Regions from separate parts of the Sus scrofa genome. Here region 1 is linked to region 2. The links are chromatin contacts, called in public Hi-C maps. All regions are on one chromosome and are shown on one strand. The core of a region is the stretch at or near the end of the contact, and the rest is flanking DNA. Distances in the headings are between cores, read along the strand shown.

The links. A called contact is a pair of places that touch in the nucleus more often than the background predicts.
Region 1: a contact with region 2 is called in a Hi-C map of liver, with 4 times the contacts expected there. The contact joins two enhancer-like sites. A contact is called at or near these places in 1 of 47 Hi-C or Micro-C datasets (liver) and 1 of 2 datasets of contacts at active chromatin or transcription factors (skeletal muscle).

Annotation. Positions count from the first base shown.
Region 1 is chr16:34,776,112-34,781,870 of Sscrofa11.1, reverse strand. SLC38A9 (sodium-coupled neutral amino acid transporter 9) reads left to right here. Exons shown (of 16, transcript XR_002339779.1): 12 at 617-730; 13 at 2,297-2,445. Among named protein-coding and RNA genes, the nearest start is that of PLPP1, 37 kb to the right of the region's middle. Within about 2 kb of position 2,625, at least 8 of the 83 cell types and tissues checked have an H3K27ac peak or open chromatin away from gene starts, as enhancers often do. A contact at or near this core is called in liver, where this site is marked.
Region 2 is chr16:34,633,078-34,639,355 of Sscrofa11.1, reverse strand. It overlaps PLPP1 (phospholipid phosphatase 1), which reads left to right. Exons shown (of 6, transcript XM_013984779.2): 3 at 5,102-5,382. Among named protein-coding and RNA genes, the nearest start is that of PLPP1, 110 kb to the left of the region's middle. Within about 2 kb of position 4,570, at least 12 of the 83 cell types and tissues checked have an H3K27ac peak or open chromatin away from gene starts, as enhancers often do. A contact at or near this core is called in liver, where this site is marked.

The DNA.
Region 1 (5,759 bases), core at 1,376-3,875, 140 kb before region 2:
ATAACATTGTGCAGCTGTTTGAACAGCTGTCTTTTGATTTCCTTTTGTTTACTGTTTAGGTCTAGTAAGCTTGTCTTTAGTACCTGCTTACTGTGTACTCTTTAGCTTTCCCTCTTTATTAAAATATTTTAATATATACCTCTCTCATTTGTTCTAGGCATGCTTTGATTTAACAAGTTAATTCACTAAAGTAAAAAAATTTTTAACTCCATAGGTCATATGGAAATTCACCTATTCTTGATTTCTTTTTGTCCCTTAGCTTTATTTCAGTTAAATATCTTATTATTTGGTAAATAAATTACATTTTGAAATTAAGTCAGAATTTCAATCATGTTAAATCACCACTTATGTTAACTTCCTAAGTCTGCCAGTAGGTAGCTTAGTCTACATACTCCAGGATAGTTAAAAAGAAACTGTCAGGCTAACTGTTAAGTATGTGAATTTTGTTTTAACAACTTTCTCCTAACAGACTGCACACCTAGCAGGTACATACACATACACATATAGATACACCCAGAGACCAAAAGATAAATCTTGATAATTATTTCCTTATTCAAGCATGCTTACTTATTAAAAATGTATTCAACATTGTGGGAATTTTATTCTCTCTTTATAGGTGAGAGACTTGTCCATTGCTTATATGCTGGTGACATTAACCTATCTCTATATTGGAGTCCTGGTTTTTGCCTCATTTCCTTCACCACCTTTATCCAAAGATTGTATAGAGCAGGTAAGGCACTGTGCATCTTCTCTGCGTGACTGCTACATAAGCAGTGTGATCCAGTAGCAAAATGTAATGCCATACAGGCCTGGGTTTGAATACCATCTCTACTATTTACCATACATGTGAGAATTTAGGCACCTTCCGCTTCCTTTCTGAGCTTCAGTTTCCTCTCCCATTAAATAGTATAATGCATAATCCACAGATTTTTAAATGGACTTTCTGAGAAAACTTACTGCATTCTCGCACCTTGCGGTACTCAAGTAAATGATTCCTATTATATGCATAGTATTTTTGTGTGTGTGGAGAATCGTTACTAGTAGTAGTCTTAAATTTATAAGCCTTCCACAGAGAATATATTCAATTCCCTTATTTTCCAAAGTCCAGATCTTGAGATGTCCTGAATAAACTGGTGTCTTAGTCCGTCAGTCCCTAATAATAGGTCTGACACTCATTTTGGTACTGTGTGACAAGCAGCAAAGCGAAGGACTGACTATTTGTTAGAGGAAGAGACAGAAAAAATAAAAGAAACATTATTTTACTACAAGATTGCCATAAATATATTTTCCTTGATTCAACTGATCATAAACTTAGGAATAGTATAGTCTCTAGTTTAATGTAACTGAAGAATTTCTCACACAAAAAAAATAGCATTCACAGGTGATTTTCTTTCTAGTCAGAAGAAATTCCTCTAATGGATTGTAGTGGAGTATATAATGCAATTTATTACAGATGAATTATGAAGGTTATTTCAGCATAATAGTGTTAATAATGTTCTCATCTTTTTAAGACAAATAGGCTTGAGTTACTGCTGTTATGATAGCTTGAAATGTGCTCTTGATTTCCTTGATTCCAGAAGTTCTTTGGCAGCAAAATGTTTGCTGAAAATTCCCCTGCTGTGAACAATCCCATATAAAGTCCACTCGCTTGGGAATAAGAATATCTGTGGTATTTGTATTTGAAAGGAAAAAAAAAAAAAAACCTGAGTAGCTTTTTTTTCTTAGATGCCAAACGAAAATATAGAAAAGAATCATGAAAGGAAGTAGAAATAAGTTCTTTTTTATTTATTGATAAACTATACATAATGATGATACTTGATGATAGGTATACTCTTACCTTATTCTGTATTCTTTACTTTGAAAGTGTTACAATGCTTCAGAAAGGGAAAAGCAAGAGAACTATTAAGAATAAAATGCATGGAATTAGCCATTTAAATTTACTAAAACGAATTTATCCTTGAACCCTATAGAGCAGTACTTCTCAAACTACCAGTGTTGGAAAATAGGATCCTCTTTGTTGTTGTTATTTCAGTGTCAAATCAATTGCAGAATAATACGTTTGTCAAATAGAATGAAAATGTGGCAATGTCAGATTTCTCTAAGTTGCCGGGCATTTGCTTTCAATATATGTACTTAGCTCATTGAAGAATAAAGGTTAACAGTTTGTGGATGGGCGCCAATATACAAACCATTTGATGGAACCTATGTTCAAAATAAGCAAAAAAAATTCAATTTTATAGATTTGTATGTATTAAATTTGGTTTGTAACATTACTTTATTATCTTTCTTGGATCAGAATTTTTTAGACAACTTCCCTAGCAGTGACATCCTGTCCTTCATTGCAAGGATATTCCTGCTGTTCCAGATGATGACTGTGTACCCACTCCTAGGCTACTTGGCTCGTGTCCAGCTATTGGGCCATATCTTCGGTGACATTTATCCTAGGTAAGGGCTCTTCTCTTGACCAGCAAGATGTGCCAAGCAACAAATGACTGTGCAAACAGGTCAGTTTAAAATGTGACTGATCCTTTTGCTATAAAAATTTGCCTAATGAAAAGAGTTACTAAGGATAGATCATTGGTGTTCTTTTCCCAGAAGAGCTTTAAAAATAGAAGCCACTCCCTTGTCCAGAATGGTTTAAAGTTAGTTCCTTCCAGTATAGTTATCTTAGCTCTGATACCAGTTATATTTATCTTATGATTGAGCTGCTATTAATCTACTCTTTGCCAATAAGTTAATAGTGTATAATGCCTGTGTTAGCCATGTATGGCTAATGAGAAGTAACTATTTTAATATTGGTTATTGGTATTTACTTGTAAATTTATTAACATTCATGCATTTTTACCTAAATGATAATTGTTTGATTAAAGATGAGGTACATAACAAATATAAATTCTTATTTGCTTCTGTCACTATTACTGTTACTTACACTGTCACTTTTTAATTTCTTATTGGTTGTAGAAGAGTTGTGAGTCCTTGTGAAAATCTGTTCAAATGTAGTCACCCTCGTCCAAAGAGACTTTTTTATATACAGCTTGGAGGATTCCCTAAAACTTCCTTGTGGACCCCTGGTTAACTCCTACTCTTACCTTAAGTTTCATTATAGATTCGTTCCAGTAAAAAGTACCTAGTCCTAACCTGTTTTGGGGGGAGTAAATGATCTTAAGTGAAGAAAACTTTTGGATAAAATTTGAAAAAAATTGCATTTATAGTAACCAGCTAAACAAGTGGTTTTAACCAGTTTAAAGTGAGCTGATGTAATCTTTCCCCTCATTAAATAATTAGTTATAAATATGTATGTTTAAAAACAAAAAACTTTTAAAAGCAAAAGCAAGGGTTAGCAGGCCTAGCCCAGGGGGGAGAGGGAGGGAGTGGGAGGATGGGGAGCTGGGGGTTATTGGATACAACTTGGAATGGATTTACAAGGAGATCCTGCTGAGTAGCATTGAGAACTATCTCTAGATACTTAGATTGCAACAGAACAAAGGATGAGGAAAAAAATGTATACATATAAGTGTAACTTGGTCCCCATGCTGTACACCGGGGAAAAAAAAATAAACTAAAATTAAAAAAAAAAAAGAGTTAGCAGGCCTCTAGCATGGACAGTATTAGCAGCTACAGTTCTCACATTGGATTTCAATAAATGTAAGATTCCTGTTGTGTTTATACAACCTGCTCTATTTATGTTCACCAAATAAAATATAGTGAAGTCATAGATGAAAAAAATTTTAAGTAAATGTATTATTCCTGTTTTATGCCATCATTTTGCATAATGTTGACTCTTAGAATGTTTGTTCTTCTTGGAAAAGTCTGGACTTTCCCTTCTGTGTTCACATTATGTTTCTTCCCCTACTACCAAGAACACATTGTCATGTATCCTACAGTTATAAGTACTCTACAAACTGCACACTTTGGAGCATACTTTTCAGTCTCAGGACCCCCTTCATTCTCTTAAGATTCATTTGAGGTCCTGCAGGAACTTTAGTTTATGTGGGTTATATCCAGCAATATTTAATATTGTAAAAAATTAAAACAGAATTTTAGAAATATTTATTAATTTATTTAAAAGACAGTGATAAAACCTTTACTTGTTAACATAAATAACATTTTTAAAAATTTATTTCCAAAAAATCTTTTCTTTTACATTTAAAAACTCTTTTAATGTCTGATCTGCTAGTAGATAATTGGATTCTTGTATCTTCTTCTGCATTCAGTCTGTTGTAATATGTTGTTTTTATTTAAATATGTGAACAGAATCCACCCTCCCAGAGACACATAGTTGGAACAAGTAGGAGTACTTTTAATAGCCTTTTCAGATCACTGTGGATATTCTTTAATACTATGCCAAACCTTGACAAATAGTAGTTTCTTAAAAGTTAGTTGAATCTGAAATTCAGTTACATTAATATCCACTGGTCTGTGTTACATTTTGGATCTTTCACCTATGCATGATTTTGTAACATCAGGTTTAGTCATTTGGGAAATATGGGTTCATTGAGTTCTGTAGGTCTTCCAAATGTTGATACACATCATTATATAACATCAAGACCCACATTCATTAATATCACCACCAATTACATTATAAAAGTCTTTAAGGTGTTAGAAAACTGTCAAGCTCTCCAAAATTCTAAAATTCTAATTTTCACTTGAAAGCCCAAATTTTATCTTTGGCAACACAAACTACCAGTTGTTTTCTTGAAATGATAAGATTACATCATTCATTTTCAAGAAAATGTCTGTCAGATACCCAAATCTAAAGAACCATAGTTTGTCTGCCTTTCAAATAAAAATAGTGGTCTTTGGGGGAAAAAAAGACAACACAGTTGTCCTCCAGCCCACTCGCACAAGTACTTGTCCTCAGGACTACCACAGTGCTTCAGTATGCAGCAGATGTGCTTTATTATGTACTTTGTATTTAATATCAATATACATGAATATTAAAAAGGTGTGTGTTCAAGGACAATTTTTAATAAACCTTTTTAGGGTGTTTGGCAGTAAAGAATGTAGTATAGAATACAGGTAGGTGCAACTGCCTCTATCCATGCTAAGGGGACAACACTTAGCATTGCTTTTGCAAAGCAAATAATGTTTTGTCTGATTAGAACATAACTTTTACCACGGAGCTTCCTGAAAGGGTATTTGGAACTTCCTTTCAGTTCATGGTTACACTTTGAGAATCACTGCTTTGGAAAATACACAAAGATGTTCCCTTTTACAATACAGAAATAACAAAGGCCCAGCCAATGTCTCAGAGCTCTGAAGCAATTTTAAGGTTGGAGTTTTTGAGTAAATGCTTGAATATATTTATAATTCATCAAGATGTATGACTGACCACTTATTTGCATAAGTAACTTGACTTATTCTTAATTCTTTCTGTAATCTTTATCTGTGATTAAACTCTGGTAACTTGGACTCAGAGTTTGCTTTGATGCATAAATTTGGCTTTTAAGAATCATTTTTTGGGGAAATGGAGTTATTTCTTGAAGTTCATCTACATTACATTTACTTTTGTCCAAAATTGATTCCCAGACCTTGAATTGTTAATATCTAATTCAAGTTATTTAGCAGATATTCTATTCATGGTAAATACAGAATGCTGTAAAGTGGCTGAATCTGAAATTTTGCCTTTCTCTTAATATAATTTATTTCTCTAATGATAAAGGTAAAATAAACACTTTGCAAAGAAATGTTCTCAAATGTATAAATTAAAATATTTTAAAGTTCCTGAAATATTCGTTTCAGGAATATTCCTGGGCTCA
Region 2 (6,278 bases), core at 3,321-5,820:
AAGGGTAACAATGTGTAATTAGGAGAAACTTACTGAATATATGTAGGCTTTATGCTAATCTCCTCCAAGTCATTGTGATTTTGTAGAGTTCTAATTTGCTATTGTTTCAGTAATAATGCAATAGGTAACTATTATATCAATGTATTTCTAGTATACATTATACTTGGATATTGTTTTATAACTTATTGAAACTGTGTCTATGAACCGGCTTCTAGTTACTGAGTTCTGGAAGAGAAAATTTGCTAACTAATGTTAAGACTTCGTTTAACCCACATTTAATTTAAAGAATTTTTTACATAATGGCAGAAATGGGAGATAAACGCTTAAGTTCTATATATATAATTAGCAGCGAACACAAAAGAATTTTTACTGGTACTAAAACACAATAGTTTTCTAGGATTTTGGGTGAGAATGCTTAGAGAATGTGCTCTGGGGAAAAGACTTTAAGTGATTGGACTAGGTGATTGTTATACTCTCTTAACTGAGAGAGTCTATGAATTTAATTAGGTTTATGTTCCATAGCTTGTAACTTCAGAAATTAGAGTTAATGGTAAAAGCAGAAAATATGGTCTCAACCAGGAGATAAGCATATATATCTTGTCTGTTTTGGAGTTTATTAAAAAGCAAAACAAAATTTCCTAATTTAAAAATGTAAACCTCTTACTGCAGAATGATCACAGCTCCTTATTAGCACTGAAAGTTAACTCCTAATTTGCAGTATGTAATTCATAAAACAAAACCTCTGCTATACAGATACTTGTTTCACAAGCCTGAAAGGCAGAGATGGTGCCTTGTTCATCTTGCATCCTCACTGCTTGCTGTGGAGCCTGGCATGTCATAGATGCTGGAATGAAACTGGAGTGATTATGTTGTGACATTGGTGACTCTTCTACTGTATAGTGGAATTTTAAGAAATCAGTGGTCCCTTTAATCGAGACAGATTTTACACTGAGTTTTTACTATTAAAAGAAGTAAATCCATGCCTATGATCTTTGCATTAAGGAAGGAGTAGGAATAGGATCTTCTTAAAAAGAACATGTTTCTGAGAGATTACTAGCTCTTTAAATAGAAACATTTTAGTAGGATTCCTAGGCAGATAGTAGCTGATTTCGGACAAAGATTCAAGTACTCAAACACTGCTGCAAATGTACTTCTCTTTCAGTTCTGCTTGTCTTTGTGTCTAAGAAAGATGCTGCACAAGCAGAAGTATAGACACCTGCTATAGACCAGAGGCCCACAATAAGATAGGGTGCTGGTGCTGGGCACCATGTGGTTGTGTGTAGCCTGCACAGCAAGCAGAGGGCCTGACAGATACTCAGTTATCAAAAAAAATTTTTATAGTGTATTAACTTGGAAGTTTTTATTGTTTCACCATCACCTGCAAGAAGGTTGAATGTAGTTTTCTTGAAAAAGAACAGACTTGTTGAAAAGTGCTATAAAAGTACTATTTTCATATCAATCGAATCAACAAAGACACAGCTTAGGGAAGTGGTTTTATGTACTAATTTAAAATAATTTCTGTTTATTAACTCAGCTTTTTGCAGGTAGCACTTCACTAGACTTGTATATGTTTAATTTTATTTTCTAGAAAGTAAATCATGTCTTTAAAAAAAAAATCAGGATTCTAATTGGGACTTCACACCAGGCCTTTGACATGATTGGCAAATGAACCACAAATATATTAGTAATTGAGGGAGCCTAGTAGAGAATCAGAATTAATATAGTTTCTCAAAAGCCAAAGGGGAATTTCAGTAAGGACCAAATGGTCAGTGATGTCAGATACTACGGAAAAGGTAAGATTTTGGTGATAAAAATCTGGTCTGATGAGACCATTTTGACTTTTTTTGGAGAGAGATTTTGGAGAGAATAAAGGGAATGGAGGTATTTAGAGATATTTTGGAAGGTGAGATTTTAGACTATTCTTTTGGAAAGGATTTTAGACTGTTCTGACTGAAAGACATGTAACTATAGTGACAGTTTACAGGTGTATAAAATCATCTTGGTTGGTGGAGATATGAAGGGAGATAGTGAAAAAATATTGTAGTGCATAGGTTTTAAATGGTTGAATCACACTGATTTAGGTAATTTTTTTTGTCTTTTTAGGGCCGCACCTGCAGCAGATGGAGGCTCCCAGGCTAGGGGTTGAATTGGACCTGCAGCTGCCAGCTGTGCCACAGCAACACAGGATCCAAGCTATGTCTGTGAACTGCACAACAGCTCTGTGGCAATGCTGGATCCTTAACTCACTGAGGGGGGCCAGGGATCAAACCCGCATCCTCATGAATACTAATTGGGTTCATTACCACTGAACCGTAAGAGGAACTCTGCCTAAACATTATCTTTAGTTCCTTAATAATTTATCCTATCTTTAGAATCTGAATAAATAATGCATGACGAGTAGTCCCTGCTCTAAGATTAGGGCACAGTTAGCTTACTTGTGGACTTTACCAGAGGCTGAGTTAGCATAAATGGCTCAAAGGGCAGGATAAGGTAGTAAAATGAAATGAAAATATGGCTCTCATGTATAGGTGAAATGCACAGACATATTCCTGCATTTAATTTAGAACTGATTTAGAACATCTCCATTGTCTATTCTTCTCAATAAAGATGGAGTGCTTAATAAAACATGATGTTAAGTTGATGGCATTTTAGTTTTAGAATCCCCTCCACCCTTCCCCAGTATTAAGAGTTAAGTTTCAGCATATACTGCTTCTGTAGATCAGCTTTTATTCTGTGCCTAGTGCTCTGAATGTTCCTAATGAATTTATTTTTAGTCATCAGTGGCAAAAACCAGGGTTTGAATGGCTCTAAACAGTGATCATTATGACTAGAAAGACTTGCAAAGATCAATACTTCGTTTTGGAAAGTAGTTGAGTGCTTACGCAAGAAGAGCTGACAGCTGAGATGTGGAAGTTTCAACTGCTCAAATTGTAGTTTAGATTAATATATTTGGCATACATTTTATTTATTAGTTTTGTTTTTGTCTTTTTAGGGCTGCACCCATGGCATATGGAAGTTCCCACGCTAGGGGTCAAATCAGAGCTGTAGCTGCTGGCCTACACCACAGCCATAGCAATGCCAGATCCGAGCTTCGTCTGCAGCCTACACTGCAGCTCATGGCAATGCTGGACCCTTAACCCACTGAGTGAGGATTGAACCCGAGTCCTCACGGATACTAATTGGGTTCGTTACTGCTGAACCAAACAGGAACTCCTATTTGGGAGTCGGGGTGTATACACAGATATATTTGCTTTTTAGAGCTGCACTAAGGGCATTTGGAGGTTGAATCAGAGCTGCAGCTGCTGGCCTACACCACAGCCACAGCAATTCGGGGTCTGAGCTGCTTCTGCGACCTACACCAGAGCTCACAGCAATGCCGGATCCCTAGCCCACAGGGCGAGGCCAGAGATCAAACCTGCATCCTCATGAATACTAGTTAGATTCGCTTCTGCTGTGCCACAATGGGAACTCCCTATTTGGTATATGTTTTAAATTATCAAAGATCAACTCCATAACAAAACAGTAGAGAAATCCTTTTTTGCTACTAATCTATCAAGGCAGTTGCTGGAACACCTTAACAGTCCAAGGAAACTCTATATTTTAATACAAGGCCTCTGGTGTGGTCATAGTGGAGGACCCCAAGCACAATTGCAGAGTTATGATATCCCCAGAAGTACAGTTGGTTTTCTTCTCCTGTGAGACCTGTTCTCAGAAATGGTCATTCACATTAAGGATTATAACAAGGAATACATTTCTGTGAGGCTTAATGTGTTAGTTAAACTAAGGGTGTTCACTTTTTACCCAGAAGTAGCACCTTCAGTTGAAATTCATTGACCACCAGCTCTATTTTAGGTCACTGTGACTAAAAATTCAGCTTTCTATCAGTGACTAAAAATTCATTCTTGCTTTTGTAGAGTTCACAGTCTAGTTGTCAAAGTTACAACATTCTAATTTTGGAATTCCAGGAGCCAGTGAGCCAAATGAAGAAAATGTTTGATATCAGGTTCTTGAAATCCCTTTTAGGAGGCAGCCATTTATTTCACCTTTGCTGAGACTCACCCTGAAGACAGTCCTCACTAAATGGAAATGTTCGAATGCTTTGTAAAATTGTTTATGTAAATTTAAGACTAGCGGGTGGAACTCTTAAGTGAAACTTTGTGATTTATATCCATCCCCAATATAAAATAGCAAGGAGATCGTTTTTGTTTAAGAGTTTCTTTTGGTCTCAGGTAGCTAGAGTGTGGCATATTTTATCAGCAGATGTAATTTTTTATAATGTTATTTGATACTTTAAAATTTCTTTGGGTATTGATCTATGAACTTGGAAAGTATTTGGAAGCCTTTTTATGCCTTTAAACTCGTTACACTGCTGTGCGCTCGCATACACACTCAACTAGAATCTGGGAAGGCTGTAACTCCCATTTTACAAGAGTCAGTGAAAAAGAAAGAGGACGGTGTCACTTGAAATGTTTTCTTGGAGAAGAATGTCAAGTGTGTGTTTGGTCTTTTAATGAGACTTGTGAGGGAAGCTGGCCCTGAAGGTTTCCTGGAGAGGCAGGACTGGGAGGCCTTGTCAGCTGATCTCTGCCCTCTGTACCCTTTGGCTTCAGTGTTACATCCCTGCTTTTATTATAGTAGCTTTTTCTCTCTTTGAAACTATTTTACCCTTTTTAACATGATGGATGTTTTTGATTCTAGGACTGTTTGATGAAAATGCAGACTCTGTCAGATACGCTAATTGGTGAAGTTTTTATTCTTTGAACAAACCATGTTTTCTGTCCTCCATGGATATATCATTGTCTACTTATTAAGACTCAGTTTATTTGAATAGAAGAAAAGAAATAAGGTCTTTTGTGTCAAAAAAATGTAGACAAACTATTTTGGCTTAGCTACTACTTTGTAAGGTATCAATTGATCTAACACCTATTTTTGTGGTCTGGAATTAGATATTTTAAGTTGCTCTCCATTTGAAAAGGAAAAAAGAGGAAGGTGTTTTTTAAAACAAATATTTTATTGTGATTTACCATTTTCTTTTCTGTTTTACTTTGTTTAAAGTGCCCGGTTGCTGCTTTAACATATTGTTTTTCTGTTTCTTTTTCAGATGATTGTTGGAGAAACCCTGTCTGTTTACTTTAACCTCTTGCACTCGAATTCCTTTATCAGGAATAACTACATAGCCACTATTTACAAAGCCATTGGAACATTTTTATTTGGTGCAGCTGCTAGTCAGTCCCTGACTGACATTGCCAAGTATTCAATAGGCAGGCTGCGGCCTCACTTCTTGGATGTTTGTGACCCAGACTGGTCAAAAATCAACTGCAGTGATGGTTACATTGAAAACTACATATGTCGAGGGAATGCACAAAAAGTGAAGGAGGGCAGGTGCGTTAAATTTTTAATGCATGTTTTGTCTTGTGTATTCTTGGAATAGAAGGTTTCAGTGATTGGAGGATGAGCCATCCGCTAGCTTAGAGAGGAAGCTAGTGTAATCTCTAGGAGGTGAATCGAGATCATGTTTGATCTATTTTTGCTACTTATTCTTTTTTCCCACTTTATTCCTATACTTAAGAGCATTTAAGCAGCTCTTTTCATTATCAGTGTATAATAATGTAAAAGGAACCTTTTAGATCATGCAGTCCCAGGTCAGGAAGCTTTTTTTTAAGTGCCAGATAGTAAGTATTTTAGACTTTCTGGGCTGTATATTGACCACTATCCAATAACTTTGCCTTTATAGCAGGGAAGAAACAGTCAGAGACAATCCTGAATGAATGGGTGTGGCTGTGTTCCAGTGAAACTTTAATGATTACATAAACAAACTATAACTTGTAGACTGCCCTATGGATTATAGTTTGCTTACTTTTTTTTGCTTTCTATGGCCGCTCCTGTGGCATATGGACATTCCCGGGTCTGGGGTTGAATCAGAGCTGCACCTGTCAGCCTACACCACAGCCCCAGCAACACCGGATCTGAGCTGCATTGTGACTTACACTGCAGATTGTGGCAATGCCAGATCCTTAACCCACTGAGTGAGGCTTATGGACACTATGTCAGGTTCTTAACCTGCTGAGTCACAGTGAGAACTCCTGCTTTCTTCTGATCTAGTCCAACCATGTATGAAGCTCTGCTAGATCTCTTAGCATTCTCAGAGTATATTTTTTGTAAAGTAACTTCATGCATATTTTGATAGCTCTAGGTCCTCTGGGTTGCCTTCTTAAAACACACTTGCTATTTTTTACATCTGGAGGAGCACTGTTAAGACATGAATGAAAAAAAAGTTT